4 separate regions of the Mus musculus genome follow, and regions 2, 3 and 4 are each linked to region 1. Evidence: chromatin contacts called from public Hi-C and targeted proximity ligation data. All regions are on one chromosome and are shown on one strand. The core of a region is the stretch at or near the end of the contact, and the rest is flanking DNA. Distances in the headings are between cores, read along the strand shown.

Region 1 (3,121 bases), core at 449-2,948:
AAATAGGAAAATTATCATCAATTATCCGAAGGAATCAAAATACTAGAGACATTATAAGAGAAAATCAAGAGGGTCAAATCCAGAAGATAAAACTTAAAAAGGTGCATGACACAGAAGCCAACGTTAAACTCATGTGATTAGAAAAAAGTACTGACTAAGGAATTTAGGAGATAATTTTGGCTTTCTAACATGAACCCCACAAATCCAGTGTTCTGCTGGTTTTCTGGGTTACCCACCCAAACTCTAAATAGACAAAGCAGTGTTAGTACAGCCAGCCTTTCAGTGGAGCCTGGTATCGCTGGCCTCTGAGAGGCTCTGCCAGCACCCGACTAAGGCAGGTGCAGATACTCACAGCCAACCATTGGACTGACCGGGGGAACCCCAATGAAAGAGTTAGGGGAAGGACTGAAGCAGCTGAAGGGGTTGGCAACCCCATAGTAAGAACCACAGTGTCAACTAACCAGATGCCTCAGAGCTACCGGGGACTAAGCTGCCAACCAAGAGTACAGACATGGGTGGGTCCATGGCTCCTGCTTCATATGTAGCAGAAGATTGCCTCATCTGACATCAGTGGGAGGGGAGGCGCTTGGTCCTGTGTAGACTTGATGCCTCAGTGTAGAGGGATGCTAGAGAGTTGAGAGGTCAGTGGGTGAGTGGGTGGAGGAGCACCCTCTTAGAGACAAAGGGGAAGGGAATAGGTGGAGTGTACATAGAAGGGAGACCAAAAAAAGAGGGATAAGATTTTAAATGTAAACAAATGAAATGATTAATGGAAAAAAATCTACCTCAAACACCAACTGCACAGTAAGTGGGAGGTGAGTAAAACTCACAAGTAACAACATTGCCCTATAAAAGCTGGGGAAGTTCAAAAGTGTGAAGGAATCTGCCTTAATTATGATTTTCATAGTAGCATTTTTTTTCAATCAGTAATGAAGGACGTCTTATCAATTTTCCTATTTTACTCCAATGCCTAGTGTATGTATGTTTCTGGTTTAGGTTATACACATGGGCACCACTGAAATGAGAAGTCCTAATATTTGTTAAGCCTGCTAATTTAACTGAAATCTAATTCTTCATGCTGGTCTTGGTAGCACAAGCCTGTAATCACACTGAGAGTGGCCAGAGCAGTATGATGACAAGTATAAGATCAAAGCCTTCCTGAGCTTCAGCAGGAGTGTGTGTGTGTGTGTGTGTGTGTGTGTGTGTGTGTATCTCAAAAAACTTCAATGACTCCTTCAGCCATCTATCATATTGTACTTGGTATTTAACCTTTTCTTCCATGAAAGCTAACCACATGCTTGTTTAGAGGGGTTTACAGTTTATGTCGGCTATTCTCACAAAACTAATTTTTGAAAGTTACATCTTCTGAGCCAGCCCTTTGCTATAGCTGTGTGACTTCACAAAGGCTCTGAGAGATCATGTTACAAAAGACTCTGCACTTCAGCTCACATTTGTATAAGGCAGCAGTCATATGAGACGATTCCACTTGCATTCCAGTAGATGAGAAGAGCCAAGTGCTTAGAATCCCTAAACAATCTCACAGCCCTCCCCCCCACCCCACCCTACCCCCCCCCTTTTTTTGGCAGAGCTATGAACTAGGGAAGTCGGATATCCTGCCTCCTAGATCCTATCTGGGTCTCTACTAAATGACAAAATTGAGCATCTCTGCATAAGGCACATGATTCATCTCCTATTTTAGTCGGATCACAGACAATCTGCTTTCTAACAGCTGCCTGCAAAACTCTAAGGAGATTTAAGAGGATACTGTACCAATGACAGTAGATTGTTTTTGCTTCATTTTACCAATAGGTGGCACCGTAGACAACAGTATAGCCCCAGTAAGTCTGACATAATTTTAAATGTAGGAATATAGACAAAGGCTTTTGTTTTCCTTTTTCTCTTCCTTTCCTTTCCTTTCCTTTCCTTTTTTTTGGGGGGTAGGGATATAAGAGAAAACTATCCCACCATGCCCCCACCTATGTTCGATAGCTATATAACTTATTTATGTAGTCACATTTGATAGCTATAAAGCTGATATGGAGCTCCAAGTATAGACTCATTTCTGCTTTCCCCTTCATATGTCCCTTCCCCAATGACTAGTCTAGTCATTTGACCCCATTGACATCTGTTCAATAAGAACTATTGGAGTAGCTCAGAGGTAATTGTGTTTGCTAGGCACGGTGGCTCACACCTGTGACCCAGCGCTTGTAAGGCTGAGGCGTGAGGATTGTCACAAGTTTGAGGCCAGCTGGGAATACAGTGAGTTCCAGGTCAGCCTTGGCTACCCTGTTTCAAATCAGGCCCAACTCATAGTCCCTCCCCCAGGGAAATAAATGCAATGAGCACACAGGTGTTCCCTAGATCAGGAACCTTATTTAAATAAATCTAGAGGTTCTTGTGAAAAAAAATAAAGAAGAACCCATTAGGTGTTGATTCAGAATAATTCCAGGTTAAAGGTTTTATTTATTTATATAGTCACTTTTACCTATCTTAGAAATAGAGCTATGGGGTTGGGTGATGGCTTAGCAGGCAAAAGCTCTGACCACAACCTGAGTTTAACAACCTGAGTTCAAATCCTGTAACCTATGTGAAAGCCAGATGTCAGGGCGCAAATCTGTAATCCCAGCCTCCTACCTTGAGGTGGGAGGGGGAGACAGGAGATTGCATCAAAAGTCCAAGAGCCAGCGAATCTGAAGCAGGTAACAGCGGAGCAATCTAAACAAAAGATCCTACCTCAGCAAAGTCCAGGGCAAGAACCAACTCTTGAAAGTTGTCTCTGTTTTACATGTGTATACAGGCATGCCCATACATACACATAAGCATGATGGTGGTAATAATAATAATAATAATAATAATAATAAATAATGGCTAATTAAAGCAAGAATCTTCAGTACCAACGCTTGTTAGTCTAACTAGATCGTGTCTAGAAGTTAGCTGATATAACACTAAGGGATTTTAAACTCAAACACAAGAAAACTCACACAAGCATTTATAACCATATGGGAACACTAATATGCATAATCTTATGGTCTTTAATCACCAACAGGTCTGTTTAAGCCTAATATGAGTCACAGATATCACTCCCTGTGCACTGAGACTATAGATAATAAGAACTGACTTT
Region 2 (3,121 bases), core at 438-2,937, 820 kb after region 1:
CATGGGGTAGGGAGGGCCAGCATGTATAGATTTGACTTTTAAGTTCTCAAAAGTGTATGTAATGTGTACTTCTGAGCCCTTCCATCCAAGAAATACAAATGGCAATAACCAAGCATTTACTTTCTCTTCTTATGAATCCCCTGTGTTTATGAAGTAAAGGGTTCCCAGGGACCTTCTGTTATTATGTAACATGTGTCATCCAGCCGTGTTATGTAGTTAAGAGCAGGACAACAGAATCCTCTGCTTTACCAATTATGTCATTACTATTAATTAAAATGCCATTCAGATGGTGTTCTGGTTCTGTTGCTGTCCCATCCCTGCTGTTCACTCTCCATATGGACTCTGGGCTCGAGTGTTGTGTAACAAGTTTCATTCAGGGTCCCCATCCAAGTTATGAATCCTACTGACACTAAAACTACACTGCTCTCTAACACACAAGAACTGCTAGCAGCACAGTGGCTTGAGACCTGAATGTGAGACACAGCTTGGTCCCCACTGGAAATAGCATGTGCTTGACTACACTGTCCCTGAAAACACATTAACCCTCTGGGGGGAAATGAAAGTGTTCATTGGGAACCATGTGAAAATTCTTTTAGGAAAAACAAGTAATATTCTCTCTTGGATATTATGAAAACATTGTTTTTTAAAAAAAAAATCAACAGACTAGGTTTCCATTTATGGATTGTAAATGTCATCCAACTCAGGAAAATTTTAAAAATTCTTCTGTTTTATATGTATATTTTCTTATTCTTTTACACTTTGATGGTGACAGAACCTCAGGTTTGAACGGTACCAGCATGAAGCGCCGGCGGCATGTAGAAAAATCCAGGAGAGCCACAAGAGCTTGGAAAGTCAGGGTAATATCAACGCATTTCATTTCAGTCTGATGAGCCTGCAGTTAGGATTTTCCGGCTGGCCAGGTTGGCTGGGGCTTTGGGGAAGAAGGGGATTCTGGTTCCTCCGTTCAACAGCCACTCACACACACGGTCAGACACACACCTGGGGCGCGTCCAAACTATGTACAGTAGGTGGCATATATGAACGTATATGTATGTATATTTTAAAAATACCTTGGCATCTGACAAAGACACGAAGGCAACGGATGTGCAGGGAGTCTGGCCCTGAGAAACGTGCACAGCCCCTCAAGAAGTGCCGTGAAAATGAGACATTTCTGAGGATGAGGACAGACATGGCAAGCGGGAGGGGCAGGGGCCGACAGACAATACAGAGACCCGCAGCTTCCCACCGCCTGGGCGCCACATGGACCCGGGCGCGTAACCCTGCTTACTGTGGGCTCTTGGGGTAGAAGGGCAGGGTCACGTGGCTGAGATCCTGGATGTCGAAGGCGGTGGGCTCCGCGGAGATCGCCTGGCGCTTGGTGCGCGGTTCACCCTGCAAGGTGCTGGCGCTCTGCTTCTGCGCCTGCTGGGTGGCCGGCCGGATCACCGAGCGATACTTGTCCAGTTCGTTCTGCAGCTTCTGGATCAGTTCGTCCTTCTGATCCAACTCCAGCTCCAGCTCATCGATGAGAGCATCCCGCTGCCTCAGCTCCTCGATCTTCTCCTGGAGCGCATACTGTAAATCCCGCAGGGTGCCCATGCTCCTCCGGGCTGCCGGGGGCTCCTGCCTGCCGCTGCTCCGCGTCTTGGGGCTTCCTCCCCTCTCGGATCAACTTTCCCTAAAGTCGCCGCTGCCTCGCGAGTGCAAAAGCTTCCCTCGACTTGAGACCAAAGCCAAGCCTGGCTTCTGAGCATGCCCAGTCCGCCGCTCCAGCCACAGAGAGTTTCAGTGTGCAGATTCCACTTCTCCGGGTTTAGGGATGAGCAAAACAGGTCCAGCCCAGGATGAACCTGAAAGGCGGTGGGAGCCGCGGCGCTTTGGGGAGCAAAGCCCGGAGGCGCAGTGACCCACGGGCGGGAGGAGGGAGACTGGGCTCGGAGGCGGTGGCTGCTCGGCTCGGGTCACCAACGCCGGGTGCCAAAGGAAGCCAGCGATGTGTGTGGGGAGCCTGATAAAGCTCGGGGGCGCTGGGGCTGTGCGGGCGGAGCGAGGCTGGAGCGCTACTTCGGAGGTGGAGAGGTGGGAGGGAGAGGACCAGGAGCAAACTGGAGGCGTCAGCGGGCTCCGGGCTACAGAATGTGGGGCTAGGTTCCTGGCGACCAAGGGAGACAGAGCAGACTGTGCGTGCTAACAGCTTTGACTTCTGGAGGGATTGTGACCGCAGCCTCACAGAGGAAAACAGTGTGGCTGAGCGCTTGCGTCCTCCACAGCACCTTTCCCACGGGGAGCGCCTCACACAGGTGTCTAGGGTTTGCAAAGAAACTTGCCTCTCCAAAGGTGAGAGCTTACAGTGCCTGGGAGGGATTTCCACGGGCGTCCAGGTGCCTTTGAGGAAGGTTAGGATGGGTATCTGACCTCCGCCCCCAAGCCTTTCCACACTCCTAATTTTCCCTATTCTTGCCTGCCAAACTTAGATCAATGAATTCGTCTAGGGGCAAAAGCCAAAACCCCAAAGGATTTTGGGCCGGAGCAGGCCTCTCAGCAGCTCCCTGGTCCCTCCCATTTGTGCTAGTATCAATTGCGGAATGGTTCCCTAGAGGCCTGGCTTCTTCCATTTGCTGGATTTGGTGAAGTGGGTGGGGGCTTAAAAAACACAGCGGAGTTCCAAAACATTCTTTCAGAAAGGGAACCATACCTTTTCAACGTTACTTTCCTAACAGCCCAGGAGTTAATGAGAAAATTTTGCCAACTTTGGGGAAGAGGTAAGATCAACAAAGGATGGGAAAACTACAGGAGCTGTAATTGCACTGTCCCACCCACTACACTAGCTCTCAACCCAACCACTTCACCAGCCAGAACCAACTGCTCAGTGTGGGCTAAACTGCTAGCAAGAAGGCGGCATTCTTTCAGTCCAAGAATTGGTCTCTCATCTTGGGAACACTTATTTAGAATACCCAAAATATTTACCTAATGCTTACATAAGTGCCTAATAGTTAACTAAACCTTCACCAGCTTGTCCAAACTTATAGCTTAAAAAGAAAGAAAGAAAGAAAGGGAACCTTTAAACTTGCTATTCTTTCACACTCCGTGTTATAATTCTCATATTCTATCTACCCACCCT
Region 3 (3,121 bases), core at 188-2,687, 580 kb after region 1:
TTCTAAACTTTTATGTTTTAGTCTCACTTTGTTGAGTAATTCTTTCATAATAAAGGGTTAGTTTTATGGTTAGACATTATCTTCACTGAACAACTGTTTTGATTGAGATAGATAGATAGATAGATAGATAGATAGATAGATAGATAGAGATAGATATATCCATAACACTAATATCTACTGACTAGAGTTTATGTACATTAAATAAGATAATATGTAAAGTACTTCTATCCATTCCTAGTATATAGTATCTTCTTAATGAATAGATAAAATTAACATATAAAATAACAGTAATACCCATTTATTGGGAATGATATAAAGAAAAGTTTATGGCAGTGTGCATGAGTTTTACTGAGTGTGTGTGTGCACATGTGTGTGTGCTTATGCATATGCATATACATGTGTGTGTTTATGCATGTGTGTATACATATGTGTATACACATGTGAGTGCTTAAGCATGTGTGTGTACCAGAAGACAATGTTGACCGTCTTCCTCTGTTGCACTCCATCTTGTTTTTGAGAAAGCCTTCCTCATGGAACATGGAGTTTTCCAGTTCAGCCAGACTAGCTGGCCAGGGAGCTCCAGAGATCCTCCCACCTCGGCCTCCCCAGAACTAGGGTTGCAGGCAGCACTGCCACACCTAGCTAGTTCTGTTTGTTTTCATATAGGCTCTGGGGAGCCAAATTTAGTCTTCACATTGGCATGGCAAACACTTTACCAACCGAACCATCTCCCCAGTGCCCTAGGAGTTTTAAAAAATAAGAAGAAAGTCATTTTTAAGAAAAATCTGTCAAATGTTGCTCAACATTCAAACTAATGCTACCGTGTCTAATATGCTTTCAAGAAATAATACTTGACCTTAGCTTTCAAATAATCTTCTAAGTAAATTAATTTTTTTAACCTTAATAATCCAATTCTATTAATGTTGATGATACAGATCTCAGGAAAATGTTCTTTGAGCATCACCCTCCAGAAAATGCTTAGAAACCGTGTTGTTCATAGGACAGCTGTCTAGTCGTTATTACTGCTCTTTCATCTACCTGTGTTTCTTCTGCTTCTTTTTTTCTTTCCTTTTTTGCTTTCTCAAGGCTCAAAAAAGAACATACTATTGCCTCCATACGTAAGTTCTTGGGGCTTGGAAAAGCTGTGGAATCAATTTCAGGGACTGAGAGCTTTGTTTGATTTTTCATAATCTAGAGACTGGATTCATGTCAAACTGCAGAAAGCAGTTCTCCCAGATTTACACAAGGGCACAAGAGTGACTGACCATGCTTGCTTACGCTGCCTCTCTCGGGATGAGAGATGTGTGTGTGTGTGTGTGTGTGTGTGTGTGTGTGTGTGTGTGTGTACTTTTTCTTTGTCTGCGCTGATTCCAAAGCTCTCATCAGGAACAGAAAGCAGAGCTGTCTGTCACAGGTCTGGACAGTGACAGCAAGGGCCTAGAGAGTCTCTTTTTCCAACTGATTTCATCTGTAAACCAAGAAGCCCTCTACAGAGAACAGGAAGCAGCACTGGGATAGCTGTGACCTATCCACAGGGACACACTCCTCTTAGCTCCTCAACACTTAGAAGGAGGCTAGTCCAACTGAGGCAGTCCAGGAGCAAAACGTGCATTACAGAGGACTCATATAAAAAGATACTGTGATGTAAGAAACTCTATGACTAACATCTGCAGTTGCCCAGAGCTTAGATCACCACATCTATGATTTGATTAGGTTCCCTGGAGCCTGTAATGAGAATCCATTTCACCAACTTTATAGGTGACAATAAGTGTGGATAGTTAGTGCAGGCATCCTTGTTCCAGGTCCTGTGCAAGGCATGTTTCATTCATTATCTTATTTAATCCTCCTCTATAAAAAGTTATGCCATTAACTCCTTTTATAGATGCGCCAACAGAGCCTTGGGTAATTTAAGTAACTTGCTTAAGATTTCAGAGCTGACGCGTGGTTATGGGAAAAGGTCTGTGTTCTTTCCAAGAGCTGATTTCCAAGGCATCAAATTTCACTAAAAGCAAAATACTAAATAAAATGTTTTGTTTGTCTAAACTCCCTCTAAGTCTCTGTGGGCTGGAAGCATGGAGTCTTCCAGAGAGGAAGTGCTTGGAAAGCCGTTGACCTTATCTGCTTTCCAGATAGTGCAGTCCACTTGCAAACAAGACAAAGCAGTTGCCTCTTTTATCAAATGCAATAGCTTGGGTCAGATTGTACCTTCAGGCACATGGAATCCAATTACACCTGATCTACCGTTAAGTCACTTGTGCCAGCAACCGAATCTGTTAGGAAAAAAAAGATTAATTCTTCCCTAGTTAAGGATACGATATTGAGTTATAAAGTACATTTTGACTCATTGCGTTTCTGAACTTCTTGATATTTGCCTGCCAGACAGCACCCTTCTTCCTTCAGTTTGGCAAATGTGCAAGACCCTGGATGGTTGAATGCTTCAATCATTTAAAAGAGGTAGTGGTTAGAGACACAGGTAACAATTTTTTTTTTTTTTTTTTTTTTTTTTTTTTTTTTTTTTTTTGGTGATCAGAAGCCTGGGCTATAAAATCCCAGATGGGTGCTTGAACTCCATCGTAGAGATAAGCTTTTTGTTAAAGTGGATATTGTCTGGTAACCGAGAGTAAGGAATCCAATTTCTGTTCATCAGTTTTATTTGTCTAAAGCAGCGTTAAATCGACAGTGGTCCGGGAAGCAGGAAAGAAGGAAAGACGAGGAAAACCACAAGCAAAAACCATGACAAACGGAGCAATGACACAAAGCAGGGCAGGAATTGTTAACTAGGTCAGAGAAAGAATACTTCTTTCTTCAGGAAATCAATGAAACAGTTAAAAAAATGTCATTTGTGTTCATTCTGTCTCATCCGTGTCAAACTGTACATTCTCTCCCTGGAGGGATGCTGCTTGGCGCTACTTCCCATTCAGCAACTGATAAAACTGCCACAGAAATGAGTGAGCCGACTCGGCCCAAGTCCGTTAACAAGCTTGTAATCGCCATTCAAAGCACTCAGAATCCATGGCAAAGAAGGGCAGCATGAAAGGTGAGCAGAGCCTGAGTTATCCTCAAGCGTTTAAGGGAGAAAGATCCAGAATTCGCTGGAACCTGGTAGGAAACAGCTTGGTAC
Region 4 (3,121 bases), core at 237-2,736, 540 kb after region 1:
GTAATGCAGGTGGCTGTTCAGTGCTTTGCAACACCATGATGCCAGGGCAGCCTCAAATAACAGACTTTCATGAGTGAGCATTGCTATCGAGCATTGCTTACAGAAGTTTCCCCACCTGTGGTGGTCAAGGTCTCCACCACAGTGCTGATGGAAGCAAATCCATGTTTTCTAGAAGCCAGGATAGAAATATAAATGAATGAAGCAGGTAGGGTGTAAATAGCAGGAAGTGAGGCAGACGTGGCACTTGGAGAGTGTGATTCTCTTTAGTAAACCTGGAATTGAGAGCAAGTGCCACGTGGCTCCAGCTAATGGTTGCCACAAACAAAACAACCATGTTTCCTTGTGGCTTTCAATATTTATAATCAGAAGCCATAAATGAAAATTGTAGGTAAGACTTCAAAGATTTTATGTCAAAACTATTAAAATATAAAATTGCGTATTCCCAGTTTAATTGACAAAGTGCTTCGTGTCACAAGCATGAGGACATGAGTCCAATCTCTAGATTCTACATTAAAAAGCTGGGCTGTGCTGCAGAGGCAAAGGCAGGAGGATCTTGGGGGTTCACTGGCCAGTCAATATAGTTAGATAAGTAAGCTTCAGGTTCATTGGGAGACCCTGTCTTTTAAAATACTGGAGGGAGACACCTGACATTGACCTTTGGCAGTGTATACATGTGCTCATATATCTGTCCCCCTCCCAGGATAGCCTATGAAATAAACACACAAAATAATGGGAAAGATTTGGTCCTTAGGAATAGCATTTACCAAGCAAGAATAGAAGAATATCTACACAGAAACATAGGAATAGTACAGTTATTGGTGGACATGGAAGACTTGTGCTTTGAGAGAGGAGTCAAGGCCTTCTACTACTTTTATTGTACTAAATATGATAGTAAGAGCCCTACTTATTGGTAAATGCAGAATAGCAGCGTTATGGAAATATAGAATTACAATTCTCATTTTTGGTATATGACTTGATTCTAAGTAGAGAAAACCCCCAAAGAATCTGTAGAAAGACCACCAGGACAGAGTTACTTAGCAAAGCTTCTAGATACTAGAGTCAGAACTTGGTTTATTTATGTATTAATAACACGCCATAGCATAGAATTTTCAAATACTGTTTGTGAAATCTCAATATGCCTCAAAATAGAATTAAACCTGAGGATGACAGGCAAAAGTGCTTTTCAACAACCTATCAACTTTACCACACTCGAAATAACCAGTTTCTCTCACCCCAGACCATTGCTAATAACTCACAATTCTATTAGGTCTATGACAAGTGGCCACAACAAACATGACATGAAATAATAAGACATGTGCTCAGCTATTCGTTTATTTTCAGTATTTTTAACACTTCAAAAGTATCAAAAACTGGACGGGAAGCAGGTTTTGCCTTTTCTTTCATCCATTTCTTTCTCTGGCAGTGTGTATGGGTTGCCTAGGAAACAGTTACAGCAGGGGACAGAGCTGCTGTGCTGTCTCCCAGAGTTGGGCATAGCTCTCAGTAGTAACATGTCAGCTCTCAGCTCTGGCGGAAGGGCTCTTATGCAGCTCCACTTGGTACCAGAATCATTTACTTCTAGGAACCATTGGCTGCATGCCTTGCTAATAGCTTTTGGCAGGAGGCAAGAAAAGAGTGATAGTGGCAACGAAGAACTAAGAAATAGAAAAAGGTTAGCAAAACTGGCCCTAAGATAAACGGTCAAGAGATCACAGCATAACAACAAGATGTTTACTTAAAACGATCTTAGCTACCAAGGAAGAGAGTACCCAAGGCATTGCTGGCCGGTGGCAATGCCCCTGATACTCACTACAGAGTCTTAGAAAGCCACAGGGAGAAAGAAGAATCATAGCCATCATGTGACAAGAACCATGACGCTGTATATGTTTTCATCGTTTTAAACTTGTTTTGTATTCAGAGATAATATAGAGTATAAAGAAACCAAATTACTTCCTTAAGATTACTTGATTATTCAGCATGAAGATGGGGTTAAATCCAGAACAAAATCCACTGTTCATGACTCATAAAATCAGTTTATGACTCATAAAAGACATAGTTTGAGATACAGGTAGACTAGATGGAGGTAAAGACTACAGCACTCACAAAGAAGGTGAAAATCCTGCAGTCCTGAATTAACAGGTAGGGCTGCAGTCATGGTGTAGGATATAAGAAGTTAAAAGAAAATAGAGGGCAGACCAGCAATGACCCCTAAGGACAAACCAATGAGCTGGTTTTTAGTCTACAAATTTTCATCCCATACGGCAGCCAGAAATATACCAATGTGGGTCATCTGAACTGGTGAACACTTTGGGCACACTATGAGTAGATGTCTAACACTTAATACAGAAACATTCCTGAAAAACAATCACTAATAATTTCATATTAAAACACATTGACATAATATTTTGGATATACTGGATTGTGCCTATCTTTAAAACTAGCTTTACCCAAATAGTTATTTTTAATGATGCTTCTGGAGAGCCAAATTTATATTTATGGTTCATATTTTATTTAAATTGATCACATGAGATGTCATATAAAAGTGCCATGTAAAACGTGAGAAGAAACAGAATACCTGAACTCAACCTCTCTCTGTCTCTGTCTCTTTCTCTTGCTACTCGATATTATTACTGCTTTATTGTATCTAATACTTTAGAAATAGGCACATGGGTCTCTTATTCTGGAAAGAAAGAAAAACAGAGAATAGTTTCACTGAAAACTCTCCCCAAAAATAGTTTAACCAAACTCCAATACAGAAATAAAGATGGATTTATTCACCTGATAGTATTTATATCTTACAAAAAGGGTGGAGGTACCAGAAAGAAGCAAACTAATAATAATGGCTTTGTAAGAAAAACGGTCTTCTAGAGGCTTATCCTTCCAGAAAGAGCAGTCAAGCAGGGAGCTGCCATGCACAATCACAGCAAAGAACAACTGCGGGAGTAGTCATCCTGTGACTCACTCTTGCTTGCCACATTATGCTCAACCAACCACTCTGACCTTGGTATTTCATATGGCACTAAGAAATTACTCAACTCATCATCAAAATAACAACCATCATAACACAGCAATCCTTCTGAGCCTGAGCGGCCTCAGCTGGCTTGGGAGGGAGTTAGTATAA

Evidence for each region. Hi-C and Micro-C count contacts between places; a contact is called where the count stands out from the background.
Region 2: a contact with region 1 is called in a targeted proximity ligation map of craniofacial prominence, with 9 times the contacts expected there. A contact is called at or near these places in 2 of 39 promoter capture datasets (the 3T3-L1 cell line and hippocampal neurons), 44 of 484 Hi-C or Micro-C datasets (the 3T3-L1 cell line, 3T3-L1-derived adipocytes, B cells and 28 more), 15 of 130 datasets of targeted methods (the NIH/3T3 cell line, PVALB interneurons, astrocytes and 12 more) and 2 of 9 other capture datasets (embryonic stem cells and macrophages).
Region 3: a contact with region 1 is called in a Hi-C map of the N1E-115 cell line, with 5 times the contacts expected there. A contact is called at or near these places in 5 of 484 Hi-C or Micro-C datasets (the G1E-ER4 cell line, the N1E-115 cell line, embryonic stem cells and 1 more).
Region 4: a Hi-C map of cortical neurons shows a contact between it and region 1.

What each region holds. Positions count from the first base shown.
Region 1 is chr19:30,841,698-30,844,818 of GRCm38.p6, forward strand. All of the region lies in intron 5 of Prkg1 (protein kinase, cGMP-dependent, type I), which reads right to left. Among named protein-coding and RNA genes, the nearest start is that of Cstf2t, 240 kb to the right of the region's middle.
Region 2 is chr19:31,662,683-31,665,803 of GRCm38.p6, forward strand. It overlaps Prkg1 (protein kinase, cGMP-dependent, type I), which reads right to left and starts at 1,688. Exons shown (of 18, transcript NM_011160.3): 1 at 1,289-1,688. The coding sequence starts at 1,599.
Region 3 is chr19:31,422,409-31,425,529 of GRCm38.p6, forward strand. The region is part of intron 2 of Prkg1 (protein kinase, cGMP-dependent, type I); the gene reads right to left. Among named protein-coding and RNA genes, the nearest start is that of 8430431K14Rik, 210 kb to the left of the region's middle.
Region 4 is chr19:31,382,580-31,385,700 of GRCm38.p6, forward strand. All of the region lies in intron 2 of Prkg1 (protein kinase, cGMP-dependent, type I), which reads right to left. Among named protein-coding and RNA genes, the nearest start is that of 8430431K14Rik, 170 kb to the left of the region's middle.